Linked DNA regions of Mus musculus: region 1 is linked to region 2. The links are chromatin contacts, called in public promoter capture Hi-C maps. All regions are on one chromosome and are shown on one strand. The core of a region is the stretch at or near the end of the contact, and the rest is flanking DNA. Distances in the headings are between cores, read along the strand shown. Region 1 holds the start of Brdt (bromodomain, testis-specific). Region 2 holds the start of Hfm1 (HFM1, ATP-dependent DNA helicase homolog).

Region 1 (6,769 bases), core at 1,586-4,085, 410 kb before region 2:
ATCAGTGAAGAGAATGAAATAGATTCTGTACACTCAGGGAAGAAAGAATCATTGAGATGAAAAGACAGCCTACCAAATGGGAGAAGGCAGCTACAAGTCTTCACATAACCTACTGAGGAGCCAGTGTCCAAACCACAGAAGGATCCTACACAAGAGAAACTTGATTCAAACACGGGCAAAGGACTTCTTTGGAGAGGTTTCGCTCCAAAAAAGAGATGCACAAGGGGCTAAAAAGGGGCTCAGGGGTTAAGATCTGGGGCTGCTCTCCCAGAGGTCCAGAGTTTGGTTCCCAGCAACAGCTGGCTCACAATTACCTATAACTCCAGCTTCAAAGGATCCAGCTTCCCTTTGGCTTCAGAGAGCATTTGCATGCATGTGCATATAAACGCACATGCCTACACATAAATAAATAAAAGTATTTAAAAACATATACATGGCATATAAAAGATAAAAGTAGGTTAAAAATCCAGAAATAGTAGTAAATAAGTAAATTAGATAGACAGATAGATAGATTAGAGGTTATGATATCATTAATGTCTCTTCATACCTAGGACTTGAAACACCATGAATTATCCTGACTCTTCCTCAAAACAATGTCTTCTCGTAATCCTATTACCTCCTTGGAGCCTCAACATTGGTTTGTGGATCTCACACGGAGTACCCCAAAATCTGCATTGTGTGCGTTACCTGCTTCACACCTGGCTTCCTCCCCACTCCTTACAACTTCCCCTACACTGACACTCACCACGGTCAGTTCTTAAGTCACCCCTACACTAACAGTCACCACGGTCAGTTCTTAAGTCACCCCTACACTAACAGTCAACACGGTCAGTTCTTAAATCCAATGGACTCTTGCTGTACTTTACCTGACCAGACTGCTTGGCAGTCTGTCACGTCACTAGACTATCACTGTGACACTCCTAAAACTCTTGTCTGTTTTCCAGGACACCGTCTTCCAAATTCTATTTGTTCATCTATTAAATATGTGTAAAGCACTTAGAAGGATGTCAAGCCCAGCGTTACAGCTGAGGTTGGAGACTTCTTTCAGGTCCTTGTGAACAGGTGATTATCACTTGACAAACATAAGTAGTGCTTTGACAGTAAAAACGGGGCATTGGGGGACCAGAGAGGAAAGAGAGGCGTCAGTCACCTCCTTCCTGACAGTGTCTGCTGTGCGAACTTTTCTTTCTAGTCCCATTCTTAATCCCCCCTCCCTCTTTTTCCTCTCCCTGTTTTCCTTCCTTCCTTCCTTCCTTCATGTCTCTCTCAGTCTTTCTCCCCAACTCCCTTTCTTATGTAACCCAGGCTGGCCTCAAACTCACTCTGTAGCCAAGGATGACCTAGGATTCCTGGTCCTCCTACCTGGACCTCCCAAGTGTTGAGATTATAGGCGTTGGGTACCATGCCTGCCCATCCCCCCTTAACTCCATCTACACCTTTGCTTTATGCCAACCTCAGTCACCCCAAGACCTCAAGATAGATAGTAAGTGCTTTTTTGTACAGACTACTATCCTCTGTCCTACACACCACCAGGTTCTGTTTCACTGCTTGTCACCCCCCCCCTCCCCCAATATAAGCTCATGCAACACAGTGATGTTCCCAGTTTTTCATTCAAGCACTTGTTTAAGACCAAACTTTTCAACAGCCTGGCCTTTAGGACATATCGATCCTTTAATAAACTGTCACCTTACTCACTGTGAGACTTAGCTCTTGCTATTCCATCAACCCAACATTATAGCAGCCACTCACAAATGAGCAATTCTGGGTTAGAGATATGTCTCAGTGGTTAGAAGTGCTTATAGGACAATCCTGTGGACCAGCAGGCCAGAGAGCCGTGCATACCCAGCTCCCACATAACAGGCATACACATACACACACACACACATTTTCTTTTAAAACTTAGAAAATCTTGCCAGGTGTTGTGATAAACATCTATAATCCCCACACTACTGAGGCGGAGGCAGACAAGGCCAGTCTGGACTACCGAGCCAAACAATTATGCCCGGCTCCATCCACCTCACTCTATGTATTGACTTCTGAATCACTTCTACACCAGAACTGCCGTTATCACTCTTAAATCCAGCTTCCATCTGCTCCTGGAGATCGGGCTGTCTTTTGTGAGCCACCTCCCTCGTTCCTTCCCACATACCTGCTCCTTCCCGTGGGTCCATAGGCACTCTTGTCCATGCACAAGGCCAGTGCCCGGAGGTGGGGCACACTCTAACCCACAGCACACAGCAGAAGGTTTGGTATATTCCAAGGCGCTCCATAAGAGTAGGAGACTGAATCAAGGACCAGGATTTTCCTGTCCTCGATATCCACAAACAGAACAGACACAACAAAGGCGCTTTAAATATTCTCCGGCCTCTCAAAACTACAGTACAGAAAATGGCCCGACACTCCAACCACAAAGAAAACCGTTATACCCTGGACTTTGTGCCAACCTCCTTCCAAGCCTTGGGTAGGAAGGCTAAGTACTAGAAGCAGAAAAAAAGGGGAGAAAGTGGGACCACAAGTTCGCAGCTGGTCAAGACCAAAGGAAGGCAGCTCCCAGCTCACCAGGGCTTCAGGCGTCACGCACTCGGTTGGGCAATGGCCTCCCAACTGCCCTCCTTGAGGCCCAGCGCTCATGGGGGAGGGGAGAGGCAAAAAACCGTTATTCTCACCCAAAGAGCCGCCTGGGGCGGCCCCAGGGCCGAGCCTCTGTAGCAATGGTAGTACCTCTTAGGAAAGGGCCTTATCCGATCACCCTTTCAGTTTGCACTAGATGAAGCAGTGCAGGACCGTCGCTCCCGGTTCTCCACCGGTGGCCGCCAGCTCTCGCCCGGATGGCGGCTGTCAGCAGCCAGCGACTGGCGCCTTTATGGGACTCACCCGCGAGCAGCCTGCTGATTGGCCAGGGTCTGCCACGTGACTGTGCCTGCGCCTCAAACCGCGCGGAGGTGTGAGTCAGGTCTGTGGCGGCTGAGGCTTTGAAGTTAGGCTGCGTGGGCTGGGCGTATTCGCTCCGTGCCGCCACTCCCTAGGAGGGCGTGGGCCTGCAAGCACAGTGGAGCTGTGAGAATTTTACTGTTTGCTTGCTTGGTTGGTTTAGGTTTTGCAATTATTATTTACTTGTTCTTTTATCTGGAGGTGGTCTCGGGTAGCCTTCCGTGACCTGGAGTGATCCTGGGATGGGCTTGAAGGACCTGTACTCCAGGCCAAGGACTTTCCTGTGTTTTGTTTTCCAAACAAGGAGAGTGGCGTTACTATGTTTTTTATTCTGTATGCTTTCCATGAAGAGGACTACCTCCAAGAGTCAGTTCTCACTTTCCAACCATGTGGATCCCAAGGATAGCCACTCTGGTCATAGGTGCGGCCGGCACCTTTAACCCATGAGCCATCTCCTTGGTCCAAGAGGTTTGCTTTTGAAGCCACTTTCTCATCATGGTCTGACCCTGTGCTGTTACTTTGGGTGTTCCTGAGTTTAATCTGGTGACATTTGTCTTTTGTTTCAGACTTCTGTATAGCTCTGGTCTCTAGTCTCAAATCGATAATAGATACTTAATGTATTGTTTTGTTCTTTTGGTTTTTTGAGACAGGGTTTCTCTATGTAGTTCTGACTTTTCGGGGCTATGCTAACTTGTTAACTCACACAAATCTGCCTGCCTCTGCCCTCTGCATGCTGGGGTTAAACTGGGGTTAAAGGCGGGGACCGCCACACCCGGGATACTCACTGTTTTTTTGTTGTTTTTTTTTTTAAGTAATCCTGCTGGGCGAGGTGGCGCACACCTTTAATCCCAGCACTTGGGAGGCAGAGGCAGGCGTATTTCTGAGTTCCAGGACAGCCAGGGCTTCACAGAGAAACCCTGTTCAAAAAACAAAACAAACAAACAAACAAAGTAACCCTTTTCACAGCTGCACAAAGTGATTAAGGATTTCGAGTTTTAGTAACTACCTCCAGATGTCTTGGGGCTTGTGGGCATTTAAATTTAGCGAGCCTAAGGGTATGTTTAGCATGATAGGTTTTTGTTTGTTTGTTTGTTTTAATCCTATCACAATGTCTCCATTTGTTGTTTTGAGACAGGTTTCACTGAAGCTCAGGCTGACCTTAAACTGGCTGTGTAGATCCAGCTAGCGTCTTGCCTGCCTGCTTCCTGAATGCTGGGATTAAAGGTGTTTACCTCAGGCCTACCTCCAAATTAGTAGTCCTAGATGCACCAAGGAGAAAGGAGAGAACAGCTGGGTTGCCTTAACTTGCCGAGAAAAAAAAACATCTGAGCATCATCAGTGGCTAAGCATTGTCTTCATCCCTGTGGAGAAAACACCTCAAGACTGTGCTCTCAAAGGAAGCAGGACAACCTCTCACTAGAAGCTATAGACCTCCACACATATAGCTGTCCCCTCAGAAGGCTCTTCTCCCCAAAACACAAAAAGTGGCTTACTTCAGACATAGAGTTAGAAAGTACTCCTTTTTCTTTTTCTCTTTTTTCTCTTTCTTTTTCTTTCTTTCTTTCTCTTTCTTTCTTTCTTTCTTTCTTCTCTTTCTTCTCTTTCTTTCTTTCTTTCTTCTTTCCTTCCTTCCTTCCTTTCTTTCTTTCTTTCTTTCTTTCTTTCTTCCTTCCTTCCTTCCTTCCTTCCTTTCTTCCTTTTTTAACTTATGCACTTTGCATCCTATCCCTGTCATCCCCTCTCACCATCCTTCCCCTATCCTTCCCTCCCTTTCTCCTCTGAGTGGTTGGGGGCCCTCCTGGGTAAACCCACACACACACACACACACACACACACACACCTTGGCACTTCAAGTCTCTGTGAGGCTAGGCACTTTCTCTCCCACTGAGGCCAGACAGCTAGAAAAAAAACATATCCAGGGAGGGACCTGGGAGAGAGGAACCTGATCTGGTATTGGGTGAGGGAAAAGGACTGAAGCCCTGAGGAGCAGCACAAAGAATGAAAACAGGCAACCTCGGAGATAGGTTGCGGGGGACCCTCCAAAATGCACCAGAGACCTGGGAGGTGAGTGACTCTCAGGACTCAAAGGGAGGGACCTTAGATGAAATGCTGGACAGTAGGGAGAGGGAACCTACAGAGCCCACCTCCAGCAGGAAGACAGGGCATCAAGTGAGGGATGGGATTGCCATCCCACAGTCACAACTCTGATCCATAATTGTTCCTGTCTGAAAGAATTACAGGGATGGAAATGGAGAGGAGCCTGAGGAAAAGAAGGTCCAGTGACAGGCCCAAAGTGGGATCCAGTTCAAGGGGAGGTCCCAAGGCCTGACACTATTACTGAGGCTATGGAATGCTCACAAAAAGGGACCTATTATGACTGCCCTCTGAAAGGCCCAACAAGCAGCTGAAAGAATCAGATGCAGATATTTGCACCCAACTAATAGACAGAAGTAGCTGACCCCTGTTGTTGAATTAGGGAAGGCTGAAAGAAGCTGAGAAGGGCAATCCTGTAGTCTCAATTAATCTGGACCCCCAGGATCTCTCAAATATTGGATCAACAGACATCAGCTGATATGAGGCCCCAACACACATACAGTAGAGGACTGCTGGGTCTGTGTTTATTCAGAGATGATGCACCTAACCCTCAAGAGACTGGAGGCCCCAGGGAGTTTAGAGGTCAGGTGGGGTGGAGAGTGGGGATATCTATGTGGAGACAGCTGGGTGGGGAGGAGGTATGGAATGTAGAACAGTTGGAGGGTAGATGAGGAGGGGGGAATAAAATATGGAGTGTAAAAAAATAATTAATAAAAAATAAGAAAGAAAAAGAAAAACATACCCCACATACAGGTAACAGCTTTTAGAATAGCCCCTGTTCCAGTGGTTCCAGACAAACATGAAGACCAAGTTGCACATCTGCTACAGATGAACTGGGAAGTCTAAGTCCAGCCTTTCCTCCAGCCTGTGTGTGCTCTTTGGTTGGTGGTTCCGACTCTGAGAGCCCTAAGGGTCCAGATTAGTTGATTTTGTTGGTCTTTCTATGGAGTTCCTATTTCCTTCTGGGCAATAATCCTTTCTCCTATTCTTCCATAAGAGTCCCCAAGCTCCATCCACTGTTTGACTGTGGGTGTCTGTATCTGTCTGAGTCAGCTGCTGGGTGGAGCCTCTCAGAGGACAACATGCTCCTGTTGTTGCATAACAGACTTCATTAATAGTGTTAGAGATTGGCGCTTGCCCATGAGATGGATCTCAAGTTGGGCCAGTTATTGGTTGGGCAGTCCCTCAGTCTCTGTTCTATCTCCCATGCCTGCATTTCTTGTAGACAGAATAAATTTTGGGCCAAAAGTTTTGTGGGTATGTTGGTCTCTCTTTTGCACTACTGGGGTTCCTGCATGGCTACAGGAGGTAGCCTCTTCAGGTTCCATATCCCCAGTGTAGTGAGTCACAGCTAAGGTCACCCCCATTGATTCTTGGGTGTCCTTTGTCCCAGGTCTATTTCTTCCTGGAGGTGCCCCATCTCCTCATCCCCACATCATTTATAGATTTCTATTCATTTTCATGGCTATCTGGTCATCTCTCCTGTCCTTCCCTACACCTGATCCTGAACCCCACATTCCCCTGCCTATCCCCCTACTCTCCCTCCATCTCCTCCTTATGGCTATTTTATTCTCCACTCTAAATGAGAGTCAAGCTTCCTCGCTTGGGTCTTCCTTCTTGTTTGGCTTCTTAAGGTCTGTGGAGTGGAACATGGTATCTCCATTTCATGGCCAGTATCCACTTAAAAGTGAGCACATATTACTCACGAACTTTAGGGGCTGAATCAACTCACCCGGGAGGATAT
Region 2 (6,292 bases), core at 311-2,810:
AAAGGGCACAGGATTCTCTTGAAGTGGAGCCACAGACAGTTGTGAGCCATCCCAGGGGTGCTGGGAATCAAACAGGCTCTCTGGAAGAGCAGTTAGTGCTCCTAACTACGGAGCCATCTCTCCAGGTCCTAATTTTTAAATCTTAAGAAAATTAACTATTATAGAACTCACAGTATAATAAACAAGTTCAAATTAGTTCCTTGGCTTAAGATTTTACTCTATTTCAGAACCTAGAAATTAGGATGTAAAATTTGCCAGAAGGGAGCTGTTTATAAGTGAGACCTAAACATTAGTTTTGTGGTTTGAAGGGGTTATTCAGCTCTGCCTCTGCTCTGAGTACAGAGGTGAGCACGTGTAGGAGCGAGACTTCCCAGCAGCAGAGCTTAGTTCTCTCAGAGGCCAAGAAGCCAGGACCTGTGGTGTGCCCAGCAAGCTCTGTGGAAGGGAAAATTCAGAGCCTATCGTGGCTTGGGTGCTCACTTGTGGGAAATAAAACATTAACAAGCCTCAGAATTGCTCAGAGGCTGCTGTGTTTTATGCGATCTGCGCAGATGACTTGTATGGTGGGCAAAGCTGCCACTTGCGCGTTAAGTCAATAGAAAAAAAAAAGCACTTTGTATGTGTTTTTTTAAATATATACACGCTAATTAACAATAGATGCTTCAAATACAGCAGAGATCTGCTTGAAGTTTTTAAACATACACTTTTTCTAATCGTACTGTTAAACAACGAAACACAATGTCAATGTCTGCTTAAGGGAAATAGAGTGTAGAAAGAAGAGCTGGGGGCCAGGCATAGGCACGCTCTGGAAATAAATAATTGATATTTGGTATCAAATATTTACATCAGATGTATTTCCTGACCTCTCTGGATAGAATGTTTAAACTCAGTCTTGTAGCTCAACAGTGACCTAATGGGTGCCATTTTAAATTAGACACTTAGGTAGGAAGAAAATGGAGGTTCCAGGGCTGCGGCCTAGCTAATGCCTGGCAGTAGAGGACCCCCAAGGTAAGATATTTATTTAATGATTAGCGGTGCGCCCATCAAAACCAACCACACATCTCTGAAGGAAACAGTTGGGCTGGGAAGGGGACTGGGGGTTGCCGATCCATTCTTAGGCGTTTGACTAAGCCGGGCTTGGGGGGCGTTCGAAGGGTCGGTAAATCGGCGCTCGACTCAGCCCCCCTCCCCCCGGCAGGTGGCTGTGGCCTGGGCGGGACGCGCGCGCCTCGCGTGGGCGCGTGGGGGGCTCGGTGAGCGAGCAGTGGCGGGGCCGGGGAGAGGAGGGAGGTAGGGTGGGTGGGTAGGGAAGCGCGTGCGGGGAGGGAGGAGGTGGGGAAGGAGGCGCGTGACGGGGAGGGAAGTGCGAGGGATGGGGAGGGGATGCGTGGGGTATGGACCACCGGGCCGGGCAGCCGGGCGCCCTCAGCGGGCGAGCGAGCGAGCGAGCGGGCGTCTCCCACACATTCCCGTCAGGGAGCGCGGCCTGAGGCCTGAGGCGCACCGTGCGGTGCGGGGGTCGGAGGTGCGGCGGGGAAGGCGCGCATGCGCGTCGCCTCAGCCTCCCGCCCGGAGCGCGCCGGGCCGGTCTGTTCTCTAGTCCGCTGTCCTCCCCTCGCGCTCAGTTGTGGTGCGTGGTCGCTGGGCCTGGGTCTCTGCACCGGCGGATGATTTCTGACGGGTTGGTTGTTATGCGTGGACGTCTGCGCTTCTGACATAAGTACTAGTTTGTTTGAGACAGGTCCCCACTCTGTAGCCTAGGCTATCCCTGCCTAGCTTCATCTTCCACCTCCCAACTGTTGGGGTTGCTGTTGGGAGCCACTCGCCTTTAAGTATGTTTTCAGTTGCAAAAATTATAAGGAAACCGCTGTCCAGTACTTTTATACAACAAGTAAAAGATCATAGAGAATAAGATACTAAGGTTGTCAGAAATACAGAAAGGTGTGTGTTACTTCTACAAGCCACAAGCCATACAAAACAGGTCGCAGTGTGGACTCTAAAAATACTTGGGGCGATATCACTTACAGAATTTTGCACTATATTTCTGTATTACACGGTGAGACCTGTTTTGTGTGTGTGTGTGTGTGTGTGTGTGTGTGTGTGTGTGTGTGTGTGTATGTAGCCCAAGCTGACCTTGGCTGAGACTGGCCTTAAATTGATCCTCCTGCCTCCACCTTTCCAGGGCTGAACTATAAGCTTGTACCACTATGCGAGGCTCTGAAATAAGAACTTTGAGACAAATTTAGAATATCTAAACTTAAAACTTTAATTAAAAAGTTATCACCTTACATCAAAATGTAACGTTTATTTTAGGGATGGTTTTTTAAAAGTATTTATTTACATCATGAAAATTCCAAATTCACCATCTTTTAGAGTCCAGCTAGAAAAATAAAAAATTCAAACTTAACTGAGGGAAATCAGTTGACTAAAATTGCTTTATTTAGAATTATTTTATAAATTGATTGCTAGTGCACTCATTCCAAAATGAATTTTTATGGGTTATCTTCTCTATGCCAGGAACTGTTCCAGGTTATTGAAGCACATTAAGAAGAAGAAACAAACATCCCTTTTTTGCTTTCTAGGGAGAAAGATAAACTAAACACACAGTAACAATTACAGGTGAGTGTTTTTTAAAAAGCTAAGAATACAAGATGGAGAGATGCACAATTTTGGATAAAGAGTTTTCCCCCCATTGGAGTACATCAGAATTAAAATATATATGTGATGTTTTTATTCTGAACTAAAGTTATACCGACTATTATACTAAAACCAGAAAAATGTTCTTGCTACTGTGTGCATGGGAGGTCTTTTTGTACAGGGTAACATTTAAAATTAGTTTTAATTTGTTTCACTTTCTTTTAGAATGAAAAATTAGATCAGACATGTTAGTATTAAAATCATTTACATTCTGAGGTAGCAGAGCTCTAGAAACATGGTTTGATGCCTTTTACTTTATTAACCTTTTGTTGATTAAAATATAGTTCTGAATCTAGACAGGAAACATTTTACAACTTCTTGGACAACACGTACAATGTTGATTACTGTTTCCTTGTTTTAAAAAATTATTTATTTATTTATTTTATGTATATGAGTACACTGTAGCTGTCTTCAGACACACCAGAAGAGGGCATCGGATCCCATTACAGATGGTTGTGAGCCACTATGTGGTTGATGGGAATTGAACTCAGGTCCTCTGGAAGAGCAGTCAGTGCTCTAAACCTCTGAGCCATTTCTACAGCTCCCCCTCCCACATAACTGTTTTCAAATTCTGAAATTGTTTGCATAAATAGATGTAAAGATCTGCTAGTGTATTTCTGATTGATTCCCTTTTACTTTCTGCCCTACTTTTTATGGCTTCTGTTTATCAGTAGTCAAATTGTTTTACACATTTATAAACTATATTTACTTGTTTTAGTTTTTGCTGTTTCTTTTTGTTGGTGACTGGATGGTTAAGAAAGTGAGAACAACAGTACCAACTAACCAGACTCCCTCAGAGCCCCAGGGACTAAGCCACCAACCAAAGAGCATGCATGGGCTGGTCTGTGGCCCTGCTCCATATGTATCAGAGACTATCTTGTCAGGTATCAGTGGGAGGGGAGGCACCGGTCCTGTGGAGGCTTGATTCCCTAGAGAAGGAGTGGGATTGGGTGGCTGGGTGGGAGAGCTCACTCACAGAGGCTGAGAGGAGGAGGGATGGAGTGGGGTGCTCATGGAGGGGAGACTGGGAAATTAAGAAGGAAAGACATTGAGAAGAGAAAGATAAATAAATATGGGGTGGTAGACCAAATAACTAAAACAGTGAAAACCCACAATATTCTGGTTTATAAGAAGCACTCTGAAGTGGATGCAGGATTTAGCCTCTCTCCTGTGCGTTTATCAAGAGGTACTCTCGTTGTAGCCTTCCTACCCAGATCACTCCTGCATGTGTTTTTTGTCTTTATTAGAGAAGTCTCTAATACTGGTGACATATTCTAACTTGGTAATGGGCTTGTTGCCATGAGATGGTGCTCTTGTAATTGTTAAACTTTTAGTTTCTGTTCTGAGGACAAGTTTGCAGTGTATCATCTATCATATAAGAAATGGAAATGTTTGTGTTTTATGGTTTGTCCATCTAATTTCATTCTTTGGCCTAGAGAACACTTCATTATGCTTTAGAATTTAGAAAAATAAGATATATTTTGATGTGCAGTGGGGTTGGATAATTGAAATGAAAAAAGAGCAAGGTATGCTTTTAACCATGGTGATCCACACATTGCAGGATGAAGGATGGAGTAGAATTTGCTAGGTGAGGAAGAGAAGTATGTTCTAAGCTTTGGTACAATTTTAAGAGAAAGACCTGTGGGGAACACAGGAATGAACAGAGAAGAGTACACTCCATTGCTAAAGCATTTAGACATTTACAGAAGACAGAGTTCAAAGAATTGTCTGTGACTATACTTAAGAAAGCATTCTGGAAAATTAGTGATTTTGATACACTTTTCTAGAAATTATATTTTAGATACCTGTAAACAAATATAAACCACCTTTTTTGTATTATAGATTTCAGACAAGGTCTGTTTTTCAACAATGCCAAAGTCAGACGATTGCTTCTTTTCCATGGATAATTTGTTTTTCAGTAGCCCAGATGAAACTGAAAAGTAAGTATGCCTTACCTATCTAATGCACCACTTTCAGTTTTATAATTCTAAGGACCTTTAATTGTTCCCTCTGATAACCTAAAATAAATAAAAAGTGAACAGATTGATATTTCAGTTTTATGTTCAGAAAACATAGAATTCAGACGTAATGGAGTAACTGAAGTTTATTATTTAAAATGTTATAGTTTGAAGACAGATTTTGTTTTATTTGCTTCCATACCTGATTTGTTGGATTAAGGCCAAGATAAATACTAGAAGTAATGATCGAATAGCTCAGGCTGAGAAGGGAGACAGAGTGGACCAGTGCTGTGCTGGAGGCTAGGTGTGATGACGAGCTCAGTGCAGGTAGGAAGCAGAAGTAGAAATGAAGATTAATGCCAAAGGCCACAGCAGCAGGGAGTGCAAGTCAGTCAGATGTTTCTCATGTGTGGATTTCTCTCTTCTAAATTTTCTATGTTTTTTGCCTTGTTAAAACATTTAATTTTTTTTTATTCATTCAAATATAAAATATTGTTTGGGCACTGAAAAGGATAAAAAAAAAAAGACTGAAAAGCCCTTTTACTTCAACTATTAAAGCCATGGTCAAGATTGAATACACACGTGTGAATAGGCCATTAATAATGTTGACTAGGGCCTGGTGAGATGGCTCAGCGAGCAAGAGCACTGATTGCTCTTCTGAAGGTCCTGAGTTCAAATCCCAGCAACCACATGGTGGCTCACAACCATCTGTAACATCTGTAATGATCTCTCACACCCTCTTTTGGTGCGTCTGAAGACAGCTACAGTGTACTTACACTGTAAATAAATAAATAAATAAATAAATCTTTGGGTCAGAGCGAGTGGGGCCAAGCAAGCAGACCAGAGCAAGCAGAGGTCCTAAATTCAATTCCCAACAACCAGATGAAGGCTCACAACTACCTATACAGCTACAGTGTGCACTCATATACATAAAATAAATAAATCTTTTTTTAAAATGTTGACTAATTCCGAAATCAAAACATGTTCAAAGGAAATGATAGGTGTATCTGTGCAATGAACTTTCAGATGTGGGAGATCACCTAGGCTTCTCATGTTAAGGGAGGGTTTTAGGATGCTTTCAGGGCTTCGATCTTTCTTTCAGCAGTAAGAAAGTAAGTGCTGATGCCAGAATACTACAGCAAACAAGCAAGGATGGAGCTAGGACAGTTCACAGTACTTTCAGGAGATCGTCTGTAGAGAATGCCTAGAGTATGAGATTCATAAAACAGAAGCAGTGAGACATAAACCAGAAAAGTTAATTGTGGGTAGATTGTTTTTATGTTAAATATTTGAATAAGAATATTGGATGTGTTTATATTTTTAAAACTAAGGAATTAAATTATCGAGCATTTCTTGAACAACATACTTAAGTGTAAGAAGCATTATGCTAAGTCCTGCTGACTTAAGTAGAAATAAAGCCCAGAGGTGTTCACACTCAAGATGGAGTATCAGGTTTATCTATTTCTTTCCTTGTTTTTATCTATTATCTGTCTATGTATACATATTGCACAAGGGCCATGAGAATTATTATGGAGTCTGTACAAAGAAAGAAAGAAGACAATCTTTGAGAACCTATGGAGATATCTTAGGAAGTGTAGGATTTGTTCTGGGTGTTAAATGAATGTAAAGCCTATTGC

What was found. Capture Hi-C pulls out chosen DNA fragments and counts their contacts.
Region 1: a promoter capture Hi-C map of liver shows a contact between it and region 2, with 4 times the contacts expected there. The contact joins the promoter of Brdt here to the promoter of Hfm1 in region 2. A contact is called at or near these places in 20 of 39 promoter capture datasets (the 3T3-L1 cell line, 3T3-L1-derived adipocytes, the C10 cell line and 12 more), 1 of 15 datasets of contacts at CTCF or cohesin (the NIH/3T3 cell line), 8 of 115 datasets of contacts at active chromatin or transcription factors (embryonic basal ganglia, embryonic limb bud, embryonic stem cells and 3 more) and 2 of 9 other capture datasets (adipose tissue and liver).

The regions. Positions count from the first base shown.
Region 1 is chr5:107,327,260-107,334,028 of GRCm38.p6, reverse strand. It overlaps Brdt (bromodomain, testis-specific), which reads right to left and starts at 2,835. Exons shown (of 19, transcript NM_054054.2): 1 at 2,722-2,835.
Region 2 is chr5:106,921,158-106,927,449 of GRCm38.p6, reverse strand. It overlaps Hfm1 (HFM1, ATP-dependent DNA helicase homolog), which reads left to right and starts at 1,560. Exons shown (of 40, transcript NM_177873.3): 1 at 1,560-1,681; 2 at 2,518-2,619; 3 at 4,540-4,637. The coding sequence starts at 4,567.